Regions from separate parts of the Zea mays genome. Here region 1 is linked to region 2. The links are chromatin contacts, called in public Hi-C maps. All regions are on one chromosome and are shown on one strand. The core of a region is the stretch at or near the end of the contact, and the rest is flanking DNA. Distances in the headings are between cores, read along the strand shown.

Region 1 (3,615 bases), core at 1,031-3,530, 210 kb after region 2:
CACTGGCGGTTGTGTTAAGCGAACTGCCATTGGATAGAACCTTTTCCACTAGCCTCTAACGTTGTAAATGCTAGTGGAAATGGGTTATGAACCGCCTCTACTGAGCTTTATTGTACTAGTGTCCTTCTAGCCACAAATAATTTGATTTTCCATGTTGTATGAGGTGAGCTAGTTGAGAACACACTACATGTAGATGTTGATTATGACTATTTGTAAATGGTAAGAATACATTTTTTTTCTTGAAAAATAGTTTGATAAAAACTATACATTTACTATACTTTCATATAGCTGTATTGTGATAACAAAATAATAGTCAAACCTGATAACAGTTAACTTTACAACCTTAAAACATCACTTATTTAATTTGTGATGAGGGAGTATGTGTCAATTCATAGCGTGGAGGCAATTAGGAGTTTTTCCATATCTCTGCAGCCATCAAACTACACACACAAGAAAAAGAAGAACAGTATGCAAGAAAGACTTGGATACCCATTCAATATATTGTACACACTAATTTTTAATTATCTTAAAACTTCTCCAGATTCGCCTTTCAGTAAGATAAGTCCCATTTTTGGTGAAAATGAGATATGGAATGCCGTTGCTGCTATTTTGGCTGGTACATCTGAACATTTTTTTTATCTTTCAATCTTTTTGAAGTATTTGTTTTTACCTTTAATTATTGCTTCTTATATATGTATCGTGTTAGAGAATGTTATCGTTAATCTGGAGTTGTGGACATACATCCAGATCATCCAAATTCAAGTCCTCATAAAAAAATGTCAATGCCGCGCCATATAGGCGTGCAGGACGACTTTGTCGGAGGGCAATGTTTCTGACTTTGTGTTGGACGAATTATCAATTATGCGACTTCGTCTGATTAAGAATACGAGACATACCAGATGCAAGCTGACCTGCACGCCCCTCCTTGCTCTCTGACCCATCACCATGCATAGATAGATAGTATATACTTGAAACAACTAGTTGTTAATGATGACGCTGGCAGTGAAGTTTCTTCTTTCAGCCCAGCATCAATCCAACGGTTAATGTTTATTGATAAGTGTAATTGGTAGGGAGCAACCCCGTGTCTCATGCAAACATGCATGGTTACCTTCCTGGGAAACAAGAGGACGACACAATGCATATATACGGTTTCACATGAGCTGCAGATGCTACTGCGTCACACCCGCGCGTCCTCCTTGAGTTAGAAATTTGGGACATATCACTCAAAATTTCGGAAAATTGAAAAGTAGTTGCATCAAAATGAACTAGCCGTCCAATTTTATAAAAATTAAGCGGCATGTATACAATTAATCCTAAAAATTTTGATGCAGAAAATAAATGTCTCTCTTGTCGTTTCGATTTGCTCAAAAGTTTGTCCTTTGGCATTGCCATGAAGATGATGTCATATATAGCAAACCGTTTATGCTGTTCTATCTAGACGACGATCACCAACCCTGAACACATTAACACCTCGCACCACCGACACAGCTGCTTTGCCATGACATTCGGTATTCTATACCAAAAGTTTAGCCCTCAGTAAACGACGTCTATGCCGAGAGTCTTAATTCATCGAGAGTGACACTCGACAACATAATAAAATACATTTGGTAAAGCGCCGAGCACTCAGCAAAGCGTCGAATTTGAGTAGTGTCGTACTGACGACCGGCGTGCGTACGTGTTGGTCTACCACTCGTGTGTAGCTCGCCGATCTGTGAAGCTGACCAGTAACCATGCATTGGATGGACTAGTCTTCGCTCCCAGGCTCCTGGCCAAAACTGACGGAGCTTTCATGTTGTTACCCAAAACCTTCACCTGGTTGCTAATCCACTGGCATGCATGCATGACTCGGCCAACGACCTGAAGATTTGGCGTCCATCCTTTTGACCGTTCCGAACACGAAGTCACGCTTCCAGCCAACGAGCCAGCCACCTAGTTTCTGCACGGATCTCACTGTTTCAGACTTGGTCAGATGTGGCGAGCTTAACAACGCCAAGAGAGTCTTTGTGGCACATATGGATTGAGTTAGTGCAGTGCACACTTTGGTTCTAGGGTACGGCAGTGTTTCAGTGACGGCCTGATGCCTACTTCTCGAGCATGTCAACCATCTAGATAATAAGTAGACGGCGCATTGGTCGTGTTCAACATGTATGAAACTAGGACTAGGAAGCAGTGAAGATACTTGATGTCTCTCTCCTTTCAAAGAAAGAGACTGATTGTATTGGCATCAGTTGCATCCAAGGGAGCAGACTCGAAGACTGGCGCAAAGATTTGCGGCAGGGTACATGGCTTCATAAAGTGGTGACGGACGCTTGTGGTAGGTTGAGAGTCGCTCGTCAGGACACCTGTTGCTACGGGCTCATATTTTTTTCATTGAATAAAACCAAGTTCAACCATGTATTAAATAAATCCAAGGGCTCTCAGAGACCTATTCTTCGGTCCTCCGAATCTTTCAGAGGGCCTCCGAACGTCGCTGGTCCGGAGCTGTCATGACGTATTATTCATAAAACTGTTTTGCTATATACAGTGATTGATCTTTATTACTATAAAGCATTAGCTTTTATCGTCGATGTGCAGGTCATGCGGTTACTCCACGTAATTGGCCGGCACAATCAGCCGAAGCAGCCCACGGCTGCATCTCCCTAATACCATTTTCATGTAATCGTTGTGCTATAACATTTATTGAATAATTTGTGTGACGCGTGAGCATTGTATTAATAGAGGTGTTAATGGCTCGATTGATGGAGATGTAATGAACCGATAATACGCAAAGTAATCATTGCATATTACGTTGAATACGCTATTTAAATCTTTCTTGCAACTCGCAGTGTTATATCTAACTCTCATAACACGAGCAAAAAAAAATACAGCAACACAAAGTGCTAGGAGCGTTGGTCTTCAAAACTATTTTTGGTATATATGACACCTACTCGAGTGTGCGGATGATCAGTTTTTTAGGAACATCTTCGTGACTGCTTGGTGGTCGTCGTCGTCTTCTTCCAAGATGAATGAGTGTCCAAAACCATTTTATTTCATTTTAGTCTCTAAATTGCTAAATACGGTGTTTTAGTTTCCGTATTTAACAATTTAGGGAATAAAATAAGGGACTAAAAATTATTTTCTAAAACCAAACACCCCGGATTATAATCAATGTGATTTGCATGTATATATCAGTTATTATTGTGAATATTAGTATTATATACATACACATACGGTAAATTTGTTGGGTTATTTCTGGATTAAATGAAAATTTCTATCAGAGCTTGCTGGAGCATGTCTGTAGAGAAACTAGACACTGAGAAAAACTGCTGTGAAACGTGTGATACATGCTTCTCTCCACCTCCACCGCGGGAATTGCGCGGACGCAACACCAGCGCGTATGCTTTGCTTCGGTGCGTGATCCAGAAAGTGCAGTCCAACAGACACCAGGGGAGGGGGAGGGGGAGGGGACATGGAGAGTTCGCATACATGATAGTATGATACATACCTCCCTCTTCCGTTGCGCGTTATTTAAAAATAACTTTGATCCTGTGTTCGAGCATTACTGAGGTATCGAGCTGTTATAAAGGAGCGTATAGCATTACAAATGTGATGGATGGTTATTTCTATGTTGAATTT
Region 2 (3,489 bases), core at 8-2,507:
TGCAGCACATGGTCGCCGTGCGTTTACCGCAGCTGACGGGTTCCCTTGGATGCTTCCTGCGTACTGTAGACTGATAGGCACAGCAGCCGGTCGAGAAGGTGCGCACGGCATCAATGAGCAGACCCGCGAGCGGTTGGCTAGGACTGCGCCTTTGGTTTGTGGAATCAATGCGGCGTGGGGGCTTGGCTTCCGTGAGCGTTTCATGGCTCAAATCCACTTGCATATACGAGTGCACACACACTACCTCAAGTATAGTGTATAGTGGCTAGCGGAACGAGAACGACCCACCCAACCGAATTAACGCCCAATTATTGGGGCATAACGCGCGGCAATGGCGGTGGTACGGTGTGTAACTGATCCATCAATCGCGATCGGTAATTATATAGATCATTACCTCGTGCTCGTCTCCGGCGGCGGCGGCGGCGGCGGCGGGCTGCGAAGGATGATGGTGCGCGCTCTCCTCGGTCGCCGACGAGAAGTCGGACTCGGACTCGGATTCGGACCGTGACCTCCTGCTGGTCCTCTCGGACGAGTTGTCGCTGGACTCCGACGACGACGACGTCTCCTGCTCCTCGGAGCTAGAGCCGCAGCAAGCGGGCGGGCCCGTCGTCGTCGTCGTCGTCGCCACCGCGGCGTCGGCGACCTCCTCCTCCTCCTCGTCGACGTCTCTCCGCCTCCAGAAGCCGCCGCCGCCCCTGCTGAGGCGGCGCGAGAGGCTCCTGGAGAGGTGGGACAGCTTGCCGGGGCGGCGGCGGCGCCGCAGGGAGGGCGACGACTCGAGGAGGTGCCGCATTGGCGCCGACTCGGCCAGGCGGCGCGGGTAGCAGCGGAAGCCCGCGGCGCTGCACGAGTCGCAGTCCAGCTCCAGGAGGTCCTTGAGCCTCAGCGGCGGCGGGCCAGCCATCGCCGGGTCTCTGTGTTTTTGTCACTCTCTCTCTCACTGTCACTGCACGCGTGTGTGTGTGTGTGCCAACTGTGCTAGGCACCGATCAGCGCTCGCGCGGCTGTGGTTTTTTAAGGGTCGGCACTCGGCACCGCCAGGGGAGGCGCGGCTGCTGGGCAGCTTCCGCCGCGGCGTCGTGGCTGGCCGTGCCCGTGCGGGCGGGCGTAAACAAGTGCGCGAGTTGAAGCTTGTCTTGATCCGGGAGCAGAGCAGGTGCTCGCTCGCTCGGGGCTGCGAATTGCGCGCGTGGGATGCGGGGGACGGAGGGTCAGCGGGGAGCGACCAGGGGAGACAGGGCGTGGCGCCGCGCGCCGTGGGTGAGTGTGAGTGTGAGAGCATTATTCGCGTGATGGCGCGGGTTAAATATGCGAAACGCACGGTGGGATGACGACGAAACCGGCAGTGTGTTCCGCGGTTCATCATCATTTCTTTCGTTTGTATTGCTGCCCCGAGCGCTACACGGGCGGGGGCGATGCTGCGCGCTCTGCCAATCCCTGCTGTGGCTGCTGCTCGTATGCCATACGCCGTGGCATCCACACCGTCCTGAGTGGCAAGTGGCAAATGGAAAAGGTTCTGTGCCTAACTGCATGCGTAGCGTAGGACCAGAATTCATGAATCCATGAGGGCTTGGATGGACCACCAGGCACTGCCGCATGGTGGCGGTGGCTGGTGGCTGCCTTGTACTCGACGAAACTGGACGCTGCCGGTTCGACTTTCGACGGTGGTGGTGGCACGCGCCGATGCACGCGCGCGGCAGCAAACAGCTCGCGGAGGAGTACTTGCTTGGCCCTAGCTAGTAGCTCACACACATCCTAAGTTACCAATGCATAAACGGCACGGCTTTCCGCTTGGTTCTGAGGAATCACGAAACCATCTGCTAAAAAAAAAGTGGAGGAGCGCTGGGGTCCATTCCATTCCATTCCATCCATGATTGCGTCAAGCTGTGCACTGGTCACGTACTAGCAGTGTACGTACTAGCTCCAGCTGCGATGGAAAAAGCCGGCCGCGGGGTCTGGTGGTCTGTGGGGCCTCGCAACGCCGCGCGCACTCTGACTGATTGAGAAGGCAGTGTGTGTGGTTTCTGTTTACGATGGATGGCGAGGATTACAGTAGTTTTTTTTTTACTACTCTAATCAACCATCTCGAACGAATCGCGTTTGACCGCAGGAACCTTCGGCGCGGTTTCCACGGCAGCGAGCTCTGGCGGTGTCGAGAGAATCGATTCGATTCCGCGCGACAGCCAGATTTCACTCCCGTAATAACCTACTAGCTCTAGCTACCGCTACAGGTCAAGCTCCAGCTGACTGCCTCGCGTGTACGGAGAATATCAATACGTACGTACGTACCGACGCGCGTTATTTTATGTCTCTAGATTCGAGTTCCAGCCAGCTGTGCCGGTTTTGATATATGATCTCGGCCTCTGCTCTTGTGTTTCAGCACTGCGCTTTGCTGCCGCTTGGTCCTCTCCTCTCGCTGATTATTATTACTATTAACCCGGGGCCGTCGACTTCGGACGTGTGCTCGATCGGTCTACTGTCTCCAGCCGGCAATTTTCAATCTCGAGCGCGCGCGTGTGTGCAGGTGATCGATCCATTGGCTCCGAGGTCGAGCGCAGAGGCACCAGGGGCCGGGGCGGGGAATAGGATTGTGGCGTGCATGCACGGGCAACGGCAACAGCGACGGCGCCGGCATGGAACCAGAGCGCTTTAAAGGTCGCCACTAGTGGCTGCCTCCCCGCGCGCGGTCCATGGCGACCAATGATCAGTGCCAAGTTATCATCGCATCAACGTTTTTTTTTTTTGCTGTTTCTATGACAGTTCACAGCACCGTTGGATCGCCGTACTGAATGAACTCCACCAAAAAACGGTGAAGGTTATGCGGTTCTGCCTGATTTAAATCAGACGATCGGTCAGATACGTCTGATAAATCCACCAAAAAACGTACGGTGTACTGGGCTTGATGGGCCTTGATAACTGTGTAGGGGCCGGGGAGTGGGTATCGGCCCATCTACCGGAACGGCCGAACTACAAAACGACAGAAAGACAGGTTGAGGAACGGGGGACCAAAGAAAGAGCCTTGGTTTGGTTATCCTCCTGTCCGAGAGTTCGATCTCTTTCCCTCTCTAATCACTGGTATTCCCAGTCTAGATCCCCCTCTTATCGTAGTACACTTGTAGTCTTGTACACGTGAATTGGTGGAGTTCCCTCTTATCGTAGTTTGCACCCACTAGCTATTCTAGTTATATTATAAATGCAATTTACTCTAATACACTTGCATATATATACACGTAACACGGCAACCACTTGGAGATTGGATTTGATTGCTGCAAGCGCGCGAAATGTCACAAGAAATGGCACGAAATAACGAGAGTCGTCCACTTCGTATTACATTAGCACTCACGAGTCTCTTCCATCTGTGTGCCTGTAGGGTATCAGCGGTAGAGATCAACTATTGAGAAACTGCGTGTTTGTTTTGGTTGCAATTTCTGTCTCATGACTCTGAGAACGGGCAGATTAGAGCAAACAAGCATTTTGCAGAAAAAAATA

What was found. Hi-C and Micro-C count contacts between places; a contact is called where the count stands out from the background.
Region 1: a Hi-C map of leaf shows a contact between it and region 2, with 4 times the contacts expected there. The contact joins the enhancer-like site here to the promoter of LOC100383351 in region 2. A contact is called at or near these places in 2 of 25 Hi-C or Micro-C datasets (ear and leaf).

Annotation. Positions count from the first base shown.
Region 1 is chr1:81,499,461-81,503,075 of Zm-B73-REFERENCE-NAM-5.0, reverse strand. No RefSeq gene overlaps it. Among protein-coding and RNA genes, the nearest start is that of LOC100272841, 39 kb to the right of the region's middle. Within about 2 kb of position 2,280, at least 5 of the 20 cell types and tissues checked have an H3K27ac peak or open chromatin away from gene starts, as enhancers often do. A contact at or near this core is called in leaf, where this site is marked.
Region 2 is chr1:81,710,683-81,714,171 of Zm-B73-REFERENCE-NAM-5.0, reverse strand. It overlaps LOC100383351, which reads right to left and starts at 1,257. Exons shown (of 3, transcript NM_001176007.2): 1 at 395-1,257. The coding sequence starts at 904.